Regions from separate parts of the Sus scrofa genome. Here region 2 is linked to region 1. The links are chromatin contacts, called in public HiChIP or PLAC-seq maps. All regions are on one chromosome and are shown on one strand. Each heading gives the region's core, a stretch centred on a gene start, on an enhancer-like site or on the middle of the called end of the contact. The rest is flanking DNA. Distances are from core to core; before and after follow the strand shown.

Region 1 (6,763 bases), core at 1,642-4,141:
AAACACCCCCTTTTCACATAGCAACTATCTTAGACAGTCAGTGTTTTCTTGAGGCATTTTAAAGCACTCTTTAAAGAGAAAAATACTGGGGAAAAGGCTGTTACAAGGCTAATACGACACACAAGGAAATCACCTGCAGCGAAACATCAGATGAGAAGTGCAATTTTTAATATTAATAAAAATTTACTACAGGTTGAACCCAAGCTCCATGATGCCTATTCCAAAAAACCCGAGACTAGCCATTTATTACCACTTTTTTCTTTTTCAGCAGCACCGATGGCATAAGGAAGTTCCCAGGCCAGGGATCAAATCCGAGCCACAGCTGCCACCTACTCCACAGCTGGGCAACAATGGATCCTTAACCAACTGTGCTGGGCCAGGGGCCAGGGATCAATCCTCAGCCAGAGACAATGCTGGATCATTAGCCCTCTGTGTCACAGCAAGAACTTGGAGATAGATAATTTCTAAATGACCCACTCTTTCCGGGGTTTTCCAGGACAGGAGGGTAAGAGACAACACATCTGGAAGAGGCTACACTGATGTTGGAACATTTAACAGGTTAGAAAAGTCTCTGTCAATAACTTAAATCAAAAGGCTCTGAGACAAGACATAAGAAAAGGCTAACTACAATTCAATGTCTGGACAAATGGACTATAGAACTGCGCTCTGTCCATTTTCCTAGAAGCTAGGTGCCTCCAAAAAACGTTGTCATTTGCCTTCCCTGTACCTAAAAAATAGTTCTGCACAGAAGGATTGAATTTCAATATTTATCAGAGACTTGGACATATTTATCGGAGACATGGCACCCTTTGAGGACTGGGGGAGGTGGTCACAAAGTAGAAATTAGTTCTTCAGATGTCTGTATACAGACAAAAAATGCTAGTTGTTTAAATCTTTTGTGCTTGATGATGAATGTTTGGGTAGCAGAGTGAACATTACTTACAATGAACTAAATGTGCTCCCCTTCAGACTGCAGTTTGTCCAACTACCAATTACAGAAAATACAAATCATCTCCTTTGCATTCATTTCAATTACACAAATGCAATGAACATGTTTCCAAGCCTCTCTTTACACACACACACACCAACAGTTCAAACTACCAATATGCACAAATACAAAACATTCTGCTCTATCATCTTAGAAATAGTGTGGCAAGAATTTCAGTATTGTACTGCGATTCTCTTTCCTCATCAAAACATGTTTGAATTTTACCATCATACCTTTCTAAATCTAACAAATAACATTACGTATTTCATTAAACTCCTATAAAACACAACAACTAGGGAAGATATTGTAAAACAACACGATCAGCCTGAAAAAAAAATACCAAGGTAAAAATCGTTACACTTCAGCAATTCTTCCATCAAGATGCCAGTTACTTCTCACCCAATATTAATTAGAACAGCCAATCACACTAGACTGCAGGTTTTAGATATCTAGAGAAGTTCTTCACCTTATTACCTCAAATTTATCTCCCCCTCTCTCGTGTGTTGTCAAAGCACTGCCAAATTCTGCTAAGAGATTTAGTGTATGCCTAAACCAGTTCCCAGATCGTCTGTAGAGCTTAATAAAAGGTGTTCCAGACCGGGCTTTAGAAAATCCAGAGACCTGGGTTCGAATCTCAGCTTCTCAAACTACTAAACATAGGGTTTTGACACAGTTAATTTATCTCCTTCCATCTCCTAAGTTTCACCACCTATCTTTGAGTTTGAGATATATGCGAAGTACCAGATATACGAATGGGTATGGTACTTTTCCTCCATTGCACATATAGCATGGGGCGTATTAAGCTTTAATTAATTAAAAGCTCCAACCTCAAATACATCCCATACCTATCCGCAAAATCGATGTAATTAAATCCCAAGCCACTTATTTTTTCACACCCAGGTCTGAGGCACCAGAAAACGTTAACGTCTTCAGCGTCTCTTTCCCTCTTTCGCCAACCTCAGGAGAAGCCTGCCTTCGAAAAGAAAACCTGGGTGGACAAACGACTAACGCCAACGAGAGGGAATTCGGTCTCGTCGCCAACTTTGGAGGCGGCCGCCTCGCCCCATAATCAACCTCACCGCTGCCACCGCGGAAGGAAGCCACGTCCCCTCTTCCGAGCCTGAAGTCAGGCTGGGGATTACGAGGCACTTTTAAACAGCACCACGGCGCGGGATACTGTGAGGTCGGAAACCGCCGCCCCTTCCCCCCAGGGCGCTTCCCCACCTCGGCCACCGCGGCCACCTCGGCCTGGTCCCGGCTGGACTCGGACGGGCCGCCATGTTGCCTGAGCGCGGCCCGCCCGGGCCCCGGCTCCGCGGGCATCGCGGGCGGCTCCGCCCGGGAGAAGAGCGTAGGAAGCCCGTAGGACCGGCGCCCACCTGGTGCTGGAGTGGGGAGCGTCTTCGGCGGCGCGGAGGTTGTCTGGGTGGTGGGCGGTGAAAGCCAGGGTGTAGTCGTACTCGGAGGCAGGATGGTGCTGTTCTTCGCCGCTGTCAGCACGCAGAGCGCGGCCAGGCAGCCGACGGCCCAAAGAAGCTGGCGGGAGAGCCCCAACATCGCGTCCTTCGCGCTGGCGTCCAAGCGAAAGATGAGGTGCTCAACGGAGCGTGCGTCCCTCTGTCCCCTGCGGCGATGCCCTCGAGATTTCGCTCCCCCCGCGGGAGCGTGCCGGGGTCACGTGAGCTACCCCAGGGCCGCGGCGTGCGGAGGCGGGGCGCTGGCGACACCAACTGGAATCCTACGGGAGGGGGAACAGGAACATCGAGAGGAAACCTGAAGGAAGCTGTCCCTCCAAGCGACTGTATATAGCGAAGAAACTGGACAGACACATAAAATTCTTTTCTTTACCCTGAGACTGTCACAAGGATGCGGCTGGGCTTTTCTCGTTCCGGCAACAGAGAAGGCTCCCACCCCGTCTTGGATGGGACAAGCTATATGACGTAGCCACGGCGTCGTGGCGGTGAATCGGCTATACCCCACGTGACCCCCGGAGCCGCGCCCCTAGGACCCGAGTACCGCAAGGCGGAAGTAGTTTCCAGGCGTTTCGCTCAGGACCCGGGCAGGCATAAAGTTTGTACTGCCCTCGCGCGTTGCCAAGGTGCTTGCATAAGTATCCTTCTCAGGACCCGCGCGTTTCCCATTGAAAGTGGGTTTTGTTGTAAGTGACCTCGTGTTAGGAAATCCCAGGGAAATGGAGATACCGCGCGCGGTTCAGTTTTTGCTCTGGCGCCCACACTACGTGAGCGGCTGAGACACTGAAAGCGTTCTCCTGCTTTCCAGCCGGAGCCGCACACCATCTGCCTCTGTCACACTTTCACACCTTGAGTTTTCTGAGTCTCTCGCGGTTTCAGCCAGTGAGCGGTGGCAGCCGCCGGTCCGTGCCACTGCTATAGTGGAAGCATCAAAGACGGTAGAGTTGGAAATCCATCTGGGTTGTTCCCACCCCCACTTTACAGGTGAAGAAACCGAGACTCAGAAAAGTGACTCGACTGAAAGGCACAATTGCTTGGCGTCATGGCTGGATTTTGAAATGCCTGTTAATATTCTGCCACTGCTCAGGCTTTTAGTAGGGATGAGCGCCATCTGATGCTCAGTCTCACAAAAATATTTACGCGTACAGCCATGCTTCTATCAAATGGTAAAAGTTGGATTATAAAGCTGTTTTCAGCTATTTGTATTTATCATTTAATTTTAATTGCGCACACCTATCCTAAAAAGAAAAAGTAACGCAACATCAGTAGCTTTTGTGAGATGTACCCCGCTATGGAATCCACCCCCCCCCAAAAGATGACTGTGTAAGCTATTTACCTTGTTTACCTAAACTTGAAGGCTTTCCTAAACCTACAATCAAATCAGTGGGGTGCTTGTGTACCCTCCTGACTATAAACATTTGTTCCATGAACTAGGCTAGTTAGAGATTGCTTGGATGTAAGCCAGAAACTCGTTTTTTTACTGGTCCAACTTGCCATCCAAAGCATGAGAGTACAACCAAGTAAGTAAGTGAGGTCTCATCATCAGCCTTCAAACCTATCTCTTCAGTCAGGATTCCTCTCACACAGTATTTATTTAGCACATGACCATCTGATACCAGACCAAATGAAGGCACTAGTCAACTTTTTTTTTAATGTTGAAAATGTAATAGAAGTTCTGTTTTCTTCCCATACCCGGATGGATTGTCTCCATGCTAAGATGAAAACACGCTATTGTGGAGGCCACTGTTTTACAGTTTGCCACGGGGTGTTCAACTCTAGTTGTCAAATTTTTGTTGGTCTTCGTAAGGGGACATTTCACTCTTGTTTTTAAGACTAAAAAAGCATCAGCTTATTTAGCACAGCATCTGTTGAGCCAGGTCAAGGAAGACTTCCAAAGTTATTTTCACCATTTCAAACCAAGGACTGGCATCTAAAATAGAGTTTTTGGAGTTCCTGTCGTGGATGAGCAGAAACCAATCTGACTAGCATCCATGTAGGTTGCAGATGTGGTTTGGATCTGGCATTGCTGTGGCTGTGGCGTAGGCCAGCAGCTACAGCTCTGATTCATCCTCTAGCCTGAGAACCTCCATATGCCATGGGTGTGGCCCTAAAAAGACAAAAACAAATTTTTTTTAATAAAATAGTTTTTTTATATTGACGATAATTGATTTACAATATTGTGTTAGCTTCAGGTGTATAGCAAAGTAATTTTCATTATTTCTCCCCTTCCCCTTTGGTAACCATAAATTTGTTTTCTATGTCTGGAGTCCAGTTCTGTTTTGTAAATAAGTTCATTTGCATTATTTTTAGATGCCACAGATAGTATTTGTCTTTCTCTATTGACTTGATTTAGTGTGATAATCTCTAGGTCTGTCCATGTTGCTGCAAATGGCATTCTTTCACTCTTTTTTTATTTTTAGTGGCGGGGTAATATCCCACTGTGTGTGTGTGTGTGTGTGTGTGTGTGTGTGTGTGTCTTTCTTTGTGTGTGTGTATACCACACCCCTTTGTCCATGGACACTTAGGCTGCTTCCATGTCTTGTCTATTGTGAATGGTGCCATTATGGATATTGGGGTACATGTATCTTTTTTAATTAAAGCTTTTGTCTTTTCTGGATATATGCCCAGGAGTGGGATTGCTGCATCATATGGTAACTCTATTTTTAGTTTTTAAGAAACCTCCATACTCTTTTCCATAGTAGTGCACCAATTTACACTCCCACTGACAGCGTTCCCTTTTCTCCATGCCCTCCTCAGCATTTATTATTTGTAGACTTTTTGATGATGGTCATTCTGATTGGTGTGAAGTAACACCTCATTGTAGTTTTGACTTGCATTTCTCTAATAATTAGTAATGTCGAGCATCTTTTCATGTGCCTGTTATCCATCTGTATGTCTTCTTTGGAGAAATGTCTATTTAGGTCTTTTGTCCATTTTTGATTGTGTTTTTTTTTGGTACTGAGTTGTATGAGTTGTTGGTATATTTTGGAAATTAAACCCCTGTCAGTCGCTTCATTTGCAAATATTTTCTCCCATTCCCTAGGTTGTCTTTTTGTTTTGTTTATGGTTTCCTTTACTATGTAAAAGCTTATAGGAGTTTCAGTTGTGACTCAGCAGGTTAAGAACCCCACTAGAATCCATGAGGATGTGAGTTTGATCCCTGGCTTCATTCAGTGGGTTAAGGATCTGGCATTGCCGCGAGGTGCAGTGTAGGTCGCAGATGCTGCTTGGATCTGGCAATGCTGTGGCAGTGATATAGGCCAGCAGCTGCAGCTCTGATTCGAGCCCTAGCCTGGGAACTTCCGTATACTGCAGATGAGTCTCTAAAAAGAAAATTAAAATAAAAGTAAAGCTTATGGATTTGATTAGGTCCCATTTGTTTATTTTTATTTCTATTGCCTTAGGAGACTGACCTAGGAAAATACTGGTATGATTTATGTCAGAAAATGCTTTACCTATGTTCTCTTCCAGGAGTTTTATGGTGTCATGTCTTATAAATAAACTCCATTTGGAGTTTATTTTTGTGTATGATGTGAAGGGGTGTTCTAACTCATTGATTTACATGAATAAAATACAGTTTTAACATATATTAAACCTCGTGTAATATTTAAATAACTTTTAACAAAATTAGAGACGGTTGTAATAAATCAATCAATATAAAATGGTATATTCCGATTCTTCCTACTAAATACATTGTGATCAGTGTTGGTGATAAAATACAAGAAGGCTAGGCTGAAATACCTCTCCTTAGGAAGCTCTCCGCTTTGACTATGGGTATTTCCTTGATAACTGTTCCAGGGTTTCATAGGGGAGCTTTACACTTCAGAGCAGTTGTTCTCAACCTTGGTTGAACGTAGGACTCACCAGGATGTTTTGAAAAATACTCATGCGTGGGTACCGATTTAATTCATCTGGAATAATGTCAGGGCATCAGGAGTTTAAAAAGCTCCCCAGGTGTTTCTAGTCTGCAGCTGAGGTTGCAAACCACTGCTTTACTCTTGCTTCTCAAAGTGTGGTTCACTAAACAAAACCATTCATACCACAAGAAAACTTGTTAGAAATGCAAAAATCTTGGGCCTTCCCCTCAGACCTCCAGAATTAACGAGATCCATGGGTACATATGGACACCTATTCAAGTCTGAGAAGGCTGCTTTACAACATCACCTGTTAGATAGAACTATTCTGTCCTCCTAAGTGGCTCCAATTCTTTGTGGTGACTCTTCCACAAAATTACATCAAGCAAAGACAAGTTAAGAGGTTTTTGTTTCTTTGAGTTTTTGCTTGTTTTACAAATGTAGGTAAG
Region 2 (6,763 bases), core at 2,846-5,345, 130 kb before region 1:
TAAATAATCTCAGCTAGTTGTAAGGATGCGAATAATAAATTTTATGTTCTTTGCTGTGGTTCTTTGTTACCAAAAATAAAATATGAAGGATATGACTTTATGTTACAATTTGTTAGAGGGCTGTATAATTTAGGCCCTTTTCTAATATGTATTCTTTCAGTGAGAATAAGTGATGATTTCATTCATGTTCATTGTCCTGTCAGGAACCAGCCTCACTTTGCTAAATGACAAACTGACTGACCTTATTCTGGCTTTTAGACGTGGGTGTGAGCAACTGGGCAGGGGTTTCCAAACACAGAAATGATAGGATTAGAAGACTGGATGTTGGGGTGAGAGAATGAGGGTGGAGTTAAAATGACTTCCTCAGGCTTACAGAAGAGGCTGTTAACTGAAACAGAATGGAAGAGGAGGGGTGTATTTAGAGGGAAAGATAATTTTGAGTCTAGGATAAAAGGCACATGAGGAAGGTTTGATAAAACCCAGGTGTGCATGTTTTGCGGGAGCTATAGATTTGAATCTCAGGACCAAGTATGAGCTGAGGAATGAATGTGGAAGTTGAACCATAGTAATGAATTGAAATGACTAGGAAAAGCCAGAGATGCCTGAAATGGGTCTCATTATATTTAAAGAGAAGGTTATGGAATAAGAATCCATGAGAAGAGTCCCCTTTGTGGCACAGTGGAAATGAATCCAACTAGTATCCATGAGGACGTGGGGTCGCTACCTGGCTTTGCCTAGTGGGTCGGGGATCCGGTGTTGCCGTGAGCTGTGGTGTAGGTTGCAGATACAGCTCAGATCCTTTGTAGCTGTGGCTGTGGTGTAGGCCAGCAGCTGTAGCTCTGATTCAGCCCTTAGCCTGGGAACTCCTATATGCCACACCTGCAGCCCTAAAGAGACTACTGAGAAAAAGGAAAGGATAATGTTAGGAAAGCCCACTGGAAAAAAAGCATTTTAATAGGAGAGAATGGTTACTTGCATGAAGTACAGTGAAACATTAAGAAAGATGAGTACTAAAAACCAGACGGGGGTCAGCCATCAGGCAGTCATTTCCAGCTTCTCTTTAAAAAGTAGTGGAGGTGGAAGCCAGTTTACAGTGCACTGTGATGTGGTCAGAAGATGGGGAAGTGGAAATGTTTTCTCTGAATTGTTTTTCTAGTAGAATAGATGGTTTACTGTTTCATCTACTCTCTGGTCTCTTACTCAGAGATGTAGGTCACCCAATTTTTGAAAACAACTGGCTGGACTTAAAGGGTGAAAGCCTAGGGCTTTGAAAATTGTTCCTCTTTTCTAAAAAAATTTTTTATTAAAGTGTAGTTGATTTACAATGTTCTGTCAATTTCTGCTGTACAGCAAAGTGACCCAGTCATACATATATATATGCATACATTCTTTTTCTCATATTATCTTCTATCATGTTATATTACAGGTGATGAGATATAGTTCTGTTGTACAATAGGACCTCATTACTTATCCATTCTAAATGTAATAGTTTGCATCTACTAACCCCAAACTCCCAGTCCATCCCACTTCCTTCCCCGCCCCCATCTTGGCAACCGCAAGTCTGCTCTCCCTGTCTGTGAGTTTGTTTCTGTTCTGTAGATAGGTTCATCCAGTACCATATGTTAGATTCCACATATAAGTGATATCATATCATATTTGTCTTTCTCTTTCTGACTTACTTCACTTAGTATGAGAATCTGTAGTTCCATCCATGTTGCTGCAAATGGCATCGTTTTGTTCTTTTTTATGGCTGAGTAGTGTTCCGTTGTGTATATGTACTACATCTTTTTAATCCATTTGTCAATGGACATTTAGGTTGCTTCCACGTCGTGGCTATTTTGAATAGTGCTGCAATGAACACAGGGGTGCATGTATCTTTTTGAATGAAAGTTTTGTCCAGATATATACCCAGGAGTGGGATTGCTAGATCATATGGTGGTTCTATATTTAGTTTTCTGAGGGACCTCTATACTGTTCTCCATAGTGGTTGTACCAGCTTACATTCCCACCATCACTGTAGGAGGGTTCCCTTTTCTCCACACCCTCTCCAGCATTTGCTATTTGTAGACTTATTAACGATGGCCATTCTGACTGGTGTGAGGTGGTACCTCATTGTAGTTTTGATTTGCATTTCTCTAATGGTTAGAGATGTTGAGAAGTCTTTCATGTGCCTGCTGGCTATCCATATGTCTTCTTTGGAGAAATGTCTATTTAGGTCTTCTACTGATTTTTTGATTGGGTTGTTTAAAAATTGTTCTTCTTTTCAAAGAAAACTGGCCTCTAGAGTTTGCATCTGCAACCCTTGATTGCCAGTTAGAACTTTATTGGGATTGACTGAGTAAATGGGAGACTTAGACTCAGTGTAGAAACTGGAGAGGCCATATTAAATGTAAGCAAGACAGTCCTCACACTCATCATTTATTGGTTCAGATATGAGTTTTAAATATCCCCCTTTTCTGTACTTTCCTTGCCTCTCTTTTGGTTCTTCCAGGCCTTCTATGGAGGCCCCAGGCAGGACTCTGTAGCAGAGAATAGACGAGCAGAGAGTAATTAAAAACAAATCAATTTCTCCTCACTTTGGCCTAAGGTTCATTTTGTGCTAAACGACAAGGGCAATCTATTGGTTTCGTCTATGGTACATGAAATTATTTTAACTTAAAACAGTCATTGAAAAATACCTCCCTCCTAACTACCCTGAGAATAAGTTCGCTATCTGTGCCAAAACTGGAAAATGTGGCCTTCTAAATCAGAAATTGTCAAAAGAGTCTGTTTTCAATGTATAAACCAGATTTTTATCTAGAGTACAATTGATTTTTCCCCATACTTATTCTACAGCCAAGTGTCCTCAGCTGTTTTTGATTGTTAAATATGTTGGAATCACTAAAGTTAAGAATTGCTCATACACATTGGGTTGTCTTAAATCTGTATTATGAAAAATGCTCATAAAAAAAGAGCTGGTAGGAATTTAGGTGGATTAAGAGACTCAGAGAGGCCAGGCATCAGCTGTACCAGTTCCTAAGGGATATTTATACCAATGTTAATTCTGTCCACTGCCACCAGAGGACACATTTTTAGGGTAATTTGAATTTGTATTTAAAGCACTTAGAAAAAAAAAAAAAAAGGAAAAAAATTCTGTGACTAGTGATGTCTGACATTGATTTTCTATTTTACATTTTCATTTGACCTAAAATACTGTTTTTCAGAGTTTTTTTAAACTCAAGAAATAAAAAGAGGTTGAGGTAAAAAATATAAACACAGTACAGCTTGAGATTATTCATTCTGGCTCTTTTTCTATTTTCTCCAGTATTTAATGCCTACCATCAGTGTGTACCACATATTATTTGGCCTAAAAGTTGGCCCTTGATATACACAGGTGACATTTGACAGGCTAGGAAGACTTCTTAAACAAATGCCAGCCAAGAGTTTAAATGGAAATGGGCCAGTTAGCAAACAGATAATAAATAGAACCTGTGAGATGGAAAGATCACAGTCCTATCCCTGTTGGGAAAGAATTCATAATAAAATTATGCAAAGGACCATCTGAGAGCTTTTCAAGTTGGAGGTCAAACCTTGAAAAAAGGCTTGTCAATTTAAAAAGAGCCACATTTTTCCTTCTCAACAGCTAGGGTCGCCGGGTAGAATGTTTGGGATATGTATACTAAAAAGGTATGGGTTGTTTACATATATACATATATATTCACATTGAACTTGACCTGTAATTTTCTTTGTTAAATCTGGCAACCCTACCACCAACAAAGTGCTCTTAGCAATTTAGCACCAGCCTCTGCAACCTGGTATCACCAGATTGGAATCACCAGCAAGAACCCTCCCCATGAACTTCCCCTGCCAAAGAGCCAAACAGTAGGGCTCTTTGTGCAAAAACAGGGCAAGGCAATACAAATAGTATAAACCAGCTCCTGGGATTGCGCTGGCACAGCCAGATAGGTTTAAATTTGTCACAAATGATTTAGGGAAGTAATTGTTTCTTTCCTAATCTTTCCCCTAGGCTATTGAGAAACACCCTTCTTACCCCATCTAGTCACGCCTTCATTTCTGCTTTGTCTTCTGCTGTTTAATAATTGAATATCATTCTAGAGTAGAACTCTGTGGACAGAATGTAGTCATTTAGATCTCCTTTCTTGCTTCATTTTCCCCAGGGGCTCACTTAAAGGCAAAGGATCTCCACCTTCCTTCATCTCATGCTCTGAAGTGTGTGACCTTTCTAACCTGTGGAGCACATTCTGTGTCCTAAGTTTTTAGCCTCTTTGGGAGTTATCCTATTTTTTTTTTTCTTTTTATAGCCACACCCACACTTTTACTCCCACTGGGCTAGGGGTCGAATCAGAACTGCAGCTGCTGGGCCTACACCACAGCCACAGCTAATACTGGATCCTTTAACCCACTGACTGAGGCCAGGGATCAAACTTGCGTCCTTATGGACACTGTGTCAAGTTCTTAACCCTCTGAGCCACAATGGGAACTCCTATCCTTTTAATACTAAGGATGACCAAGGTCCCTTGGACCAATGTTTCCCAAAGGGCATTCTGCAAAACTAGATGCTAAGTAAAGTGCCCCAGGCTCTCCATTTTTGAGCCTTAGCACTGAAGCCCAGACGGTGGACATTTCTAAGACAGTATTTGATTCCTCATTTGCTATTGATTCTTAAGCATTTAAGAATGAGACTCAGGAGACAGTCCTGGCTTTCCCTCCACTTGGTTCCTTTACTCTCCTCTGATCTGTTGCCACCTGTATTCAAGTAGTGCTTACTCCCTCTCAGTTCTTTCCGGTCTTGCATTCTAAGCTATGGACTCTGCACAATGAAAGGGACTCTTTATGTCCTTTTAGAAAATTCTTTAGTTTCTTTAGAAGTGGACTGGCCTCCTGGCCTCAAACCACTAGGAAGATACCCAAGTTCCAATACCCAAGGAAACAAAAAACTCTCTTCTCTAATGCATCCCTAAGAGTACTAGGCTGTCAGATTGGTAGAAATTGCAACCTCAGCAATCCACTCCTTGCTGCCAATTAAATGCACACACTGGGCACACCCATGTCTTTGGTGACAAAGCTACTGCAGGAGCTGAGGCCTTTCAGAGAATTTAAGTCTGCATTAGAGATGCTGGTCAAAGATGACTAGGAAGTGACACACCGAGCTGAAACTCTGAGAGGACATGTTGGATTAGAATGACAGAGTAAAGGGATCCATCACCTTGTGAGCCCAGTGGGAGTAGAAGTTCAGAAGCCTTCAGTCAGAGTTGATTTATTCATCAAGTGATATAGACTTGCTGTGTTTAGGATTGAAGAACTTTTCAGGGACCACTGAAAATAAGAGAGATCTGAGAAAAAAAAAGCATGCATTTCTTAGAAACACAAAAGTAAAATACAAAACAGTTACCAACAAATGCTTAAATGATATTTGAAAACAGTTTATAGATCAGATGTTCTTACTTCATAAGAATCCTCAAGAACATACTGCCCAGAAAATCATAGCCAATCACTAATTAAATGTATTGCTCATAGCCAAAGAATTTGAAAAGCAAAATTATAAATATCATTTAACATTTTTATAGGAAAAATATATTAGGATGTGTTTTGATATATTTGATATGATCTCCAAAAGTAAGTGTGCCTAAGCCTATGAAGGTTTTAAACAACCCTAAAACAGTAACTACATTGTTCAGAACTACTTACATATAGGCCTCTAGGTCCTTGTTTGGGATTCCAGCCCATTACTAATTACACACAAATAGAATTTATATACAGGACAGAAATTCCTTAAGCTCCTAGACAAATGCAAAAGCAAAATAAAGAGCATCTCTTTCTGAATTCCTATACTAAAAACTCTCTTCGGTTAGGGTGTGGAAGCTTTCTTCAATTTTTAGAAAAGACTTTTGAACTCCACTAAAACAGAAGCTTCCCTTGATGCACTTGAGAGTTCTGTGCATAGACCCTTCCTAGTGGAGTCCAATCTGGGATAAATGCCTTTATATTTAGAGGAAACTTTTCATTCTTGGCCTTCTATTCTAACCACCACCACTTCACCCCCCCCATCACTTTACTATATATAGGTGAAACTTTAGCGAACTGTTAAAGAGAAGGGATTATAAATGGGGCTGAGGATATAGAAGAGGGACAGAGGCCACCTGCCTACCTTTGGTGATGGAGTTTAATGGGGGAGGGAGAATGGGTCTGTGGGAAAAGGTGTTGGAGATAATATATTTGATGAAGTGGCATTGAATGCACTGTCTCATTGGAGTTTATGATTATTAAATGTTGTATTATTCATTATATAACCCACATTTTATTTGTGGAGAGCAGGGGAAGAGGGGACAGAGGTGAAACGAGTGCTTTTCCCCTTGCCCTCCCTAACCTGGTCTGTGTCACACTGATGCTGCACTGCCCACATGGGGCTGGTACCCAGAGGTTCAGAGCTGTTTCTCTCCTGCCAAAGGTGGGGGACTTTCCAAAGCCTGGAAAGGGTGTGGACTCCCCTCTCTTTGCTGGGCCCTGTTCTCTGACTCTCAACCTTATTTGCAGCTTCTTGACAGTTATTTCGAAGCCTACCAGCATGCGTTGGACCCAGAGGAGAGATTTGCCTTAGCACAAGTGATCATTGACATTATGCACAGGTGCCCACGGTTTGATCTCAGCCACCCTTACTTCATTAAGGCCTACCGTGATGAATGTGCCTGCCTGAGTCTCCACCTGCAGCTAGTGAGGGATGTCCTCAACCAGCATGTGAGTACATTTGGGTTTTAAAATATTC

The links. HiChIP or PLAC-seq counts read pairs in DNA pulled down with a chosen protein or histone mark.
Region 2: an H3K27ac HiChIP or PLAC-seq map of alveolar macrophages shows a contact between it and region 1, with 4 times the contacts expected there. The contact joins the enhancer-like site here to the promoter of CD164 in region 1. A contact is called at or near these places in 1 of 5 promoter capture datasets (skeletal muscle), 5 of 47 Hi-C or Micro-C datasets (embryonic fibroblasts, epiblast stem cells, heart right ventricle and 1 more) and 2 of 2 datasets of contacts at active chromatin or transcription factors (alveolar macrophages and skeletal muscle).

The regions. Positions count from the first base shown.
Region 1 is chr1:75,455,249-75,462,011 of Sscrofa11.1, forward strand. CD164 (sialomucin core protein 24) reads right to left here and starts at 2,892. Exons shown (of 7, transcript XM_001924626.5): 1 at 2,837-2,892; 2 at 2,368-2,726. The coding sequence starts at 2,545. LOC102164525 (a long non-coding RNA gene) reads left to right here and starts at 2,996. Exons shown (of 4, transcript XR_300811.3): 1 at 2,996-3,086.
Region 2 is chr1:75,326,281-75,333,043 of Sscrofa11.1, forward strand. It overlaps C1H6orf183 (putative uncharacterized protein C6orf183 homolog), which reads left to right. Exons shown (of 48, transcript XM_021090835.1): 19 at 6,535-6,735. Among named protein-coding and RNA genes, the nearest start is that of C1H6orf183, 100 kb to the left of the region's middle. Within about 2 kb of position 4,096, at least 11 of the 83 cell types and tissues checked have an H3K27ac peak or open chromatin away from gene starts, as enhancers often do. A contact at or near this core is called in alveolar macrophages, where this site is marked.